Linked DNA regions of Mus musculus: region 1 is linked to region 2. Evidence: chromatin contacts called from public Micro-C data. All regions are on one chromosome and are shown on one strand. The core of a region is the stretch at or near the end of the contact, and the rest is flanking DNA. Distances in the headings are between cores, read along the strand shown. Region 1 has its middle 210 kb from the start of 1700019E08Rik. Region 2 has its middle 50 kb from the start of 1700019E08Rik.

What was found. Hi-C and Micro-C count contacts between places; a contact is called where the count stands out from the background.
Region 1: a Micro-C map of brown adipocytes shows a contact between it and region 2, with 3 times the contacts expected there. The contact joins two enhancer-like sites. A contact is called at or near these places in 3 of 484 Hi-C or Micro-C datasets (3T3-L1-derived adipocytes, brown adipocytes and embryonic fibroblasts).

What each region holds. Positions count from the first base shown.
Region 1 is chr2:45,907,288-45,912,284 of GRCm38.p6, forward strand. No RefSeq gene overlaps it. Among named protein-coding and RNA genes, the nearest start is that of 1700019E08Rik, 210 kb to the left of the region's middle. Within about 2 kb of position 1,809, at least 8 of the 459 cell types and tissues checked have an H3K27ac peak or open chromatin away from gene starts, as enhancers often do. A contact at or near this core is called in brown adipocytes, where this site is marked.
Region 2 is chr2:45,744,124-45,748,919 of GRCm38.p6, forward strand. No RefSeq gene overlaps it. Among named protein-coding and RNA genes, the nearest start is that of 1700019E08Rik, 50 kb to the left of the region's middle. Within about 2 kb of position 2,703, at least 22 of the 459 cell types and tissues checked have an H3K27ac peak or open chromatin away from gene starts, as enhancers often do. A contact at or near this core is called in brown adipocytes, where this site is marked.

The DNA.
Region 1 (4,997 bases), core at 559-3,058, 160 kb after region 2:
TACAAACATGCCTTTAGTTCACACCTTTAATCCCAACCAATGAATGAATGTCAGTCTGTAGAAGAAAGCAGCCATGTTTGAAAGTGACTTCTAATTGAGGGGCATATAAAGTGATACATCAGAGAAAGATCTGACAGAATGAACCAGGACACACCCAACTCTCATGAGCATAGAGAGAAAAGAGAGGCTACTTAGGAGTAGCACAGAAAGTAGGTAGAATCAGTCCATTCAGCTGAGTTCAGTATGCAGTGCCCTTGAGTCTGTTCATGAGTTCTTTTCAGGTTGTGCAGTTTGTACAGTGCAAGTAAGCAAAGGCAGTTGAAGCTAAGGAAGAGGAAGGATCGGGGTCCAGAAGATTAGAACACATTGCTAGAGTTAGTTTGAAGCCAAGCAGAACAATACAGTGAGGTGTTGAGCAAAGCCAGACTGAATCAGTCAGCTTAGAGGAGAGTTTAACTAGAAGAGCTGAGTTGAACCAGCCAGCTAGAGATCAATACAAGCTAGAAAGGGTGAACTTACTCAGCAGGAAGCCTCTAAGATGGCAATTACATCTAGTGAATAAAAGATACTTTTACAATAAATAAACATGGTGGATGGGATTGATGAAACCGACATGAGGTATGTATTGGGGTACCTTTTCCTCAATGACTTTAAGAAACTTGAAAGTTGCTCTAATGAATACTGTAATTGTCTATATCTGTGTAATTTCGGTTTCTTACAAATAGCTTTCTCTTAAAATGCTAGGAAAAAAATTTAGGAGGGTAAAATCCTCAAAATTATTTTCCAGACCAGATTTATTTTGGCAGTCACATTTAGGAATCTCTGTAGCATACCAAATTCTGAGGATTGTATTTGGACACACATCCATAACTGTAGTCATCAGTTTACTGACAACCATCTGCTTGGACATTACTTCCACCTCCTAATAACTAATGTTAGATTGAAATGGCAACCGATATTCTCAGCAGCAAAGGTTTTTAAAAAGGCAACACTATTCTTACACACAGTTATAAGTCAACTATTGATCCTATCTCATTGTTCAAACACATTTAGATAATATTATCTAAGGCTTTCCATCACTACCAAGATCTTTACAAAGCTCATATCCATTCATTTTTGCCTCTTTATTTATAGCTTTTCCTCTTAGCAAATTCCACTGATGCATTCTAGTACTTCAGTTAAAGGAACATTTTTTGTAATTGCCTTATTTGTCCTGGGCATTTGAGCATGTCAGAGCACACTTCAGTAAATTGTAGATGCCTTTCTGCTCTGTAATACTATTTTAGATCACTATTTATGTATATCTTATGGTCTTTGAAACTTATGTCTTACATATTGTGTGGACATTTTCAATGTGTGCATGAGTGTGTGTTTGTTTATGTGTGTCTGCATCTGCATCTATTTTCTACCACTGTGTGTGTGTGTGTGTGTGTGTGTATGTGTGTGTGTGATAAATCAGAAGTCCAGAAAGGATTTCTTTTTTAAATACTTCCTGTTCTTAGGAGGATTTCCATCTCTTAGTGCTGCTTCCTTCTGTCAATACATTCCACTATCAGTATATTCTTACAGTTAGAGTGGTCCATTGGCCACCAGTTCCCCATGTTTCATGTTCTCAAAAATTGTAGCTGAAAAAAAAAATCCCAGTTTAAATTTTCAAGCAAAAACATCTGCAAAGAACCTTATTGTCTATTAGGCTAAAATTAGATCAAGTACTTATCCCTGGATCTAGGCTGTTCATGTAAAAGGAGGCCAAGATCTGATTAGGCAAGTCTGAAAGACACATCAGCATATGAAACTGGAGAGTTGAATGCCAGGAAAAGCCCAAGCCTGTGTGAAAGGTCGTGAGTTAGCATTGAAATTAGGGGAGAAGTGGATACTAGCAGATTATTCCAAGATTGTGTTTCTTGTCTTTCCTAAAGTAAAACAAAACATAGAAACAGAAAAATAGAAGTCTGAGTATATTGCATTAAAAGCTTGGACTTGAACTATACATTAGGAACTACTAAAAATTAGACATACTTTGGAAGTTATCTGAGTAAGTTTTGTTTTTCTTTGTTTGTTTTATTTTTTCATTCCATTAACTTATTTATTTACTTTCGTTACATCCCAATTGTAGCTCCCCTTTCTTTCTAGTTACCCCTACAACTCCTAACCCAACTCTCTCTTTCTCCTTCTCCTCTGGGAAACAAGAGGGTCCCTTGTATACCAACCTACACTGGCACATCAAGTCACTGAAAGACTAGGCACAAACTCTCCAACTGAAGACAGACAAGGTAACCCAGTTGGGGGAACAGGATCCATGAACATACAACAGAGTCAAGGGCACACCTGCATGTTGGGGGACCTGCATGAAGACCAAATTGCCTATCTGCTACATAAATGTCTTTGGTGAGGGGTGGGGGGTGGGGGTGGGGTGGCTAGATCCAGCCTATGAATGTCCATTGTTTAGTAGTTTAGTCTCTGAGAGCCCCTAAGATTCCAGATTAGTTGACTTTGTTGGTCTTCTTGTGGACCACTCTGGGTTACTCAATCTTTCTCCCAATTCTTCCACAAGATTCTCCAAACTATCAAATGTTTGGCTGTGGGTCTCTGCATCTGCTTCAGTCAGCTGCTGGGTGGGACCTCTCAGAGGACAGTTTGTCTAGGCTCATGTCTGGAAGCATAATAGAGTCTCATTATTAGTGTCAGTATATCCATATTTATCATCCTGTACAAAATTCAAGAACTTGTGGATCAAGAAATATAAAGTTGGATACACTAAATCTAATAGAAGAGAAAGTAGAAAATAGCCTTGAACACATTGGTACAGGAGATAATTTTTTGAATAAAACACCAAAGGCTCAGGCTCTAAGATCAACAATTAATAAATGGAACCTCGTGGTAACCTAGACATCCCTCAGCCAAAGATTGGATATAGAAAATGTGGCTCATTTACACAATGGAATGCTATTCAGCTATTTAAAACATGGGCATCATGAATTTTTGAGGCAAATGGAGGGCACTGGAAAAATCTTCCTGAGTGAGGTAGCCCATACCCAAAAGGATGTGCATAATATGTAATCACTGTTAAGTGGATATTAACCATAAATTACAGGATACCCATGATATACCCCATAGACCCAAAGAAGCTAAACAAGATGGAAAGCCCAAGTGAGAATGCATGAATCCCACTTAGAAGGGGGAATAAATAGTATAGAAGGCAGATGAAGGGAGGGAACTTGGTGGGAGAGGGTAAGGGAGGGTGTTGGGGCCGGCCTGCGGCTCTCATGTCCGGGTTCGAGCCTGGAATGCATCTTGGAACTGAAAGAAAAGAGGGAGCCTAGGTGGGTTGAGAAATAATGGAACCAAGACATGCTAGTCTGCTCAAGATTCAAATGTTTAATGGTGGACACGCTTTATCTTTTTTTTAATTTTTTTTATTACGTATTTTCCTCAATTACATTTCCAATGCTATCCCAAAAGTCCCCCCCCTCCCCCCCCCACTTCCCTACCCACCCATTCCCATTTTTTGGCCCTGGCGTTCCCCTGTACTGGGGCATATACAGTTTTCGTGTCCAATGGGCCTCTCTTTCCAGTGATGGCCGACTAGGCCGTCTTTTGATACACATGCAGTTAGAGTCAAGAGTTCCGGGGTACTGGTTAGCAAACACATAAGTGGATGCTCACAGTCAGCTATTGGATGGATCACAGGGCCCCCAATGGAGGAGCTTTAGAAAGTATCCAGGGAGCTAAAGAGATCTGCAACCCTGTAGGTGGACATGCTTTATAAAGGAGGGGGGGAAATCCATTCCCACCAATTCATCCTTGGAGCCTGGAACCAGCTGCAGGTGATGACATGCAGGATAGGGCATAGCTCCGGGCCTCTCAGCAGGTAGCAGTATCTTGAAGAGGAACATCCATCTAAGAAGATAGTGGCTCAACAATAGAGTGATCTAGGGAGGAAGGCTACACCCTAGATAATCTCCTTAGTGGCAGCAAGGAGATTAGTGGCTCAGCCTGCTTCAGCCTTGTGGGAGGCTACAGAAGGGGAATGGGGGTGTGTCAGTATCAGGTGTTCAGAGACAGAGGAGAGAAGGCCAGAGGGCCATGAGAATGAATACAAATCTGCAGCTGCCTGTGGTGGAGGTGGAGGGAATCTCTTTGTCCCTGTACTTCTTATAGGCAGGACAAATTTGTGAGTGGGTTCGTGTCTATATCTCACCAATGGGAGTCCTGCCTGGGTACAGAAGGTAGCCACTTCAGGATCTATATCCCCCATGCTTAGCAGCCCCTGCTGGAGTCATTCTCCCCTATTCCAGGTTTCTGGCATGTCCTAGAGATGTCTCCCTTCTCCACTGACAATTTTTTTTTTTTTAATTCTCCCTGCTCTCTTTCCAGTTCTTCCTTCTCTGACCCCTCTGGTCCCCCTCTCCATCCTGTCTTCCACCCAGTTCCCTCAATCTACCTATGATGATTATTTTATTTCCCCTTGGGAGTGAGACTCAAGAAATCTCCTTTGGGCTCTCCTTGTTATTTAGCTTCTTGGGTCCATGGACTGTAGTATATCTTGTATCTTATGACTAATAACCACTTATCAGTGAGTACATGTTATGCATGGTCTTTTTGGTCTGGGTTACCTCACTCAGGATGATAATTTCTAGTTCCATCCATTTGCTTGCAATTTTACCATGTATCCATTCAATATTATTTTTCCAGTATCAACTAAAAACAAGGATATCAGAATTCCAGAAAAGAGAATTGGACCTTTATATTTTTATAATATTTTTCATCCCATTGATAAAATGCCTATCTATCCTAAAGTTTTCACAACAGATTTTTCAGGGTGTATTATATATGTCCACTGTTAATATCTGATATACATCCAAAAGAGTTGTATCTTTAACAATTCAAGTAGTAACAGGGACCAAATGATTTGGACACTATGCCAACATTTGTGAATGAGTGGTTTTAGTGGGGAAGAAGGTAGGCATCAGTGGCAAGGAATCTCAGAGGGAATC
Region 2 (4,796 bases), core at 1,453-3,952:
TGAGAGTTTAGGACAATTTAGTTTGATGACAGAAATTCCAGTTTGAATGCGTGTTCCTCTTTTCTTTTTGTAATGGAGTTTGCATGCTTCCATTTATGCCTAGGAGCTTAGCAAAATGCTGCCTAGTAATTAGCTTGGTCCTCTTAACCTTCTATTTGGTTGGCTGTAGTGAACCATGTAGAGAAGAAGCAAATCATTATAAAGGCCACCGAGTATCTCTACTATTCTTTTTTTCATGTGGCTTAAAAAAAATTCTACAGTCTGTTTGTCTAGTTTCGGGAGCCATTAATTAATTTCTTTATCGTTTTGTCTTTAAAGATAGAACTGAATAAGAGGACTGTCTGACTCATCCATCCTTTTCCTCTACCATATCCCCAAATTGCATAATGGTTTCCATTCTTAACCCAGAGACGTTAGCAGTGCTTATAATTTCATAAACAGAAGCTTCAGACTACAGGTGGGAATTAATTTGTAAAGGCAGGCAAACCACTGAAACAAAGGGGTAGTGTCCAAGCTGCTATCTCTTGAGAGATTTAGGAAATACAAGCTACACTGCATGCAAAGAGCTGCTATTGAGTTAAATAGTTTAAAGAATTCCAGGTGGTCTTCATGGGTCATAATGATTCTATGTCATCTGGGAATCATCTTTGTTCTTGCTATTTATTTTTTAAAGAACCATTGCTGATCCTACAAAGTTTCAGGAAGTTTATTCACCTAGGAAGCCCAATTGCGTAACTGTAAGTACTTCACAAAGTTCAGGCAAGCACTTATTTGCTGTAAAGTATAGAGATGCAGCAGCGAGTAGTGGGTTTCAGGTCACAATGGGTGAAGAATGCTTGGTTTATCCAGATCAAGACTGAACTCACCACTGCACTGTCCTCACTGTGTGCCATGTATAGAGTCAAGTCACAGACTGGACTTGTAGCATAAATCAGCAAATTTCCAGTGCTTTTGTCAGGATGAGAGGAAGGATTGTGGGTTACAAATGTGCCAGCAAAGTGTTAGCAGAAGAGAAGCAGAAGAGGACAGTTGCTGGGGTTGGGGTGGGAGGAGAGCAGGAAATAGCACAGAAATCAGTGCCTAATTCTTTCTTCAAAAGCAGTGGGAAACCTTTTCCATTGCCTTTGTAGCTAATTCCTTCACAGTGTTTATAAATTTTGTATTCCTCCCTTTGCTTTAAGAACAAATCTCCTGGCTTAGCATCATTTATAATCTGTTTTCTGCTTTTCTTTGCTTGCCTCTCCCACACTTCTGTCTTGTATTGTATTCTCAAGTCCCAACAAAACTAACACCCCTCCCCCATATCATGTCGTGCTTTGTGTCTTCTCTCTGCATAGAACTTTTTCTTCCTTTCCTCATAGACGCCATTTTACTTCACTTAGAAAATCCAGGGAAGCTCTCTTACACTCTTGCTCTCCTGCCTCTTACTCCTTCTGTTCCCTCTCTCCCCATTCCCTCCCCATCTTTCCATGTGGTCATCGCTGGCCTCCACTTCTCTACTCTCTCCTTCTCTCTGCCTTTCTCTGCCTCTACTACTTTCTTAACTCCCCTCCCATGTCCTAAATAAACTCTATTCTATACTAGAAAGAAAGAAAGAAAGAAAGAAAGAAAGAAAGAAAGAAAGAAAGAAAGAAAGAAAGAAAATAAATAAACCCAGGGAAGCCTACATAACATTACCTATCTCATCTAGAAACTATGTATTGTATGAGCACTCTCATATCTGATATCATGGACCAAAACAAGCTTTAAAGATTAATATAAGACAGGATTATGTTAAATCAATGGAGCAAGTGATGGTGTGCTCACACAGGACCTTCAATATTAACACAATTGGTGGTTCCTTCCTGCCTCACATGCATGAGGAACATATTGACCTAGGCAGCCAGAATTGTTGTAGCTTATATCTAGAAGGATTGTGTTGCAGAAGGCAGACATGGCCTATCTTTTGCTCTTCAAAGGAATAGTGACAGAGAAGCTAGGACAAACAGGATCAGGGACTACTGGTATTCATAAGGGCCATTCATTTAATATACCAAACCCAATTAGTATTGAAAAAAAAAAGTAACCATTGTGCCAGGGAGCAAGGAAGGTACAGATCTCTTATATCTGGACCAAAAGGCTTGAACAAGTTTTTCAGAACTCTTAGTTATAAATTCCTTGACTACAACTAACTTTACTCACCAGTAGTTTGACATAGCCATAACATGGCCTGCTTCTGGAACAGCCTCATGCCACCTCATCAAGATTTTCCCTGTCACAACCCATCAGGAAGCAAAGTTCTTTTAGTGTGGATTACTGAAAGTGGTCATCAACCAAGATCCCATAAATGCAGGAACATTTTTGAGAAATGCACTTCTTCGCTGCTTTGTTTAGATAGCTGACATCTATTGTTGTTTTCATAGGAATTAGCATATCAAAACTGTGCTTCTTCAGCCTTGTAAACAAATGAGAAAATTGTGTCTCATATTCTCTTTTGTTTCCAAGGTTAAATAAAATACAGTTTAATCACACTATGCCCCCAATAAATGATTTGGACCATATGACAAAATAAGGTCGACTTTTAGCGTTTTGATGTAAAACAAGGAATGATTTTAAGCATCAAATTATTTGGTAGAGTCCACCTAGCATGTTCTCCTAAGTCCTGGCGAGGTCTGTGAGACTATTGCCACTTTACACAAGGCCTCTCTGAGTAAAGGGCAAAATACCCTTGAGATAATTGTGAAACATTTTGCAATATTTTAATATTACTAAACAGAAACTTTCATTGCTTTTATATGGCCAGCTGGAACTGACACAAATATATGCTTGTTCGCTGTGAGTCTGCCCCAAACATATGATTTTATATAAGGATTTATTTATGGATAAGTCCTTTATCTTTATATTGAATGTAATACTTGCTGGTAGTTTTCAACTTGTAATTATTTTGCTTCATATCAAAGAACAATATTAGAAATTAGAGTCCATTCACTGTGGTGTCTGAGTCATGGACTATGCTGAGCATCTTTTGAAATTTGCTCAGCTATTCATTTTCAGGCTCCATACCATCCTTCTCTGCTTCTTCTATTCTTCCTCCTTCACATTATTCAGTTCTCTCTTTCTTTCAGTATTTGTAACATTATACTAATATGTAACAGCTACATGTACATTTCAAAGAATGAAACCCTCCCCTTCCCACAAGCTTGGCCTGTGATCCAAGGGAATGGCAGCATCCTTGGCCTCTGTGTAGACTTGTACTGTCAGATTAGTGATGCTGATGTCTTCAGGCCTGGGCCAAATCTGCACAATGTTCTTGGTACCAAGATGCTCCACTTTCTTCCTTTCTGTGGAATCCTATAGCTCTGTGGAGCTTATAAATAATTGAGTTATTTTTAAACCACTGGATGATTTCCAGTCACTCTCTTTTACACGGGATTAATTATGTAAGAAAACGGAATTGTGCCTCAGCAGTGTTACAATTTTTTAAAAACAACATGTTGTTTAAATTCAGGTTTGGCAACTCCAGCCTGAACCCCCTCGTATTTATGGCACCACACCCATAGCATAATAAAACCTTTAGACGTCTTTTGTCTTCTCGCTTGCCTTCTATTTTTTCTCAAGGGTGTTTTATGCTGGAAGATGCAAACAAAAGTTGTCCAGATGTTATTTGTATCAGAACAGAATTTCAGTCCAGCTATCTGTGGTTGCAAATGTTTATTTTAATGGGTTATTGTGCAATCCTTGCTGTGTAGACCTTCATGGCCTTATACGAACAGTCTCAGCAATGCCAGGACATTGTTTTTTAAAGTATATCATTTTAGTCCAATGGAATGATTAGTTGTCACCACAGGGGCAGAGGCTGCAGCACCTGGAGAAACAGAAAGTGTATTTTTGTCTGTGTCCTTGTGTTGACACTGTTCAAACTGCCCAATTATGAAACCATGACTGATGGACTTTAGGTAAGCAGGGGGAAGGTGTGGTCCAGGCCTTAGCAACAGCCTCAGCCCTTGGAGACAAAGTTACATGGCTGCAGTAAACATACCCGTGGTGTTGAAAAACAGGCCAGCTGCTGCCCCATACAGCTGATGGAATGAGAGAAGGGCTTAGCTAAGCCACAGCAGTGTGAGCAGTGAGTTTATTTTAGTGATTACAGCAGGCATGGGCTGGACTTATTATTCATTTTTAGAATTCTAATAAAATCTTAACTGATGTTTCCTTGATACTAGAGTAAATTGTTTACCTCGTATCTAAAAACACACATTAGAACCAGTACCAATTAACACTGAGGAGTTTCTAAGGCTTAAAATTAATATGAAGCTAGATTGCATCACACAGAAATAGATTTTAAGTTTTGTACAGTTATACATTTTAGAGCAACTGATTTTCTTTAAAAACATATATACATACATACATACATATATATATAATATTATGGAATATATATATATATAATATTATGGAATGCATATATATATATATATATATATATATATATACATACATATATATATAATATTAATGAAATACACAAGTCATTCTCTGTTGGAAGACTAGCCAGCAAGTTTCACTTAAAATGAACTATGTACTGCAGAAGTAATACCAAGTTTCTTACCTTAGTGTATTGACATTGAGGGCTGATATGTCTTCCAGCTAATGCTGTCCTTAAGGAGTTTGCATTGACTCATAAGCAAAGCAATTGGCCATATAAAATTAAAACTGAAAAGCATTTTGTGAATCATTTTTAAAAAGAAATTAATTTTTGTTTAAGTTTTATAGCTATCAAGAGTCTTGTTAAATTTTTTAATCCAGAAATTAGGTTT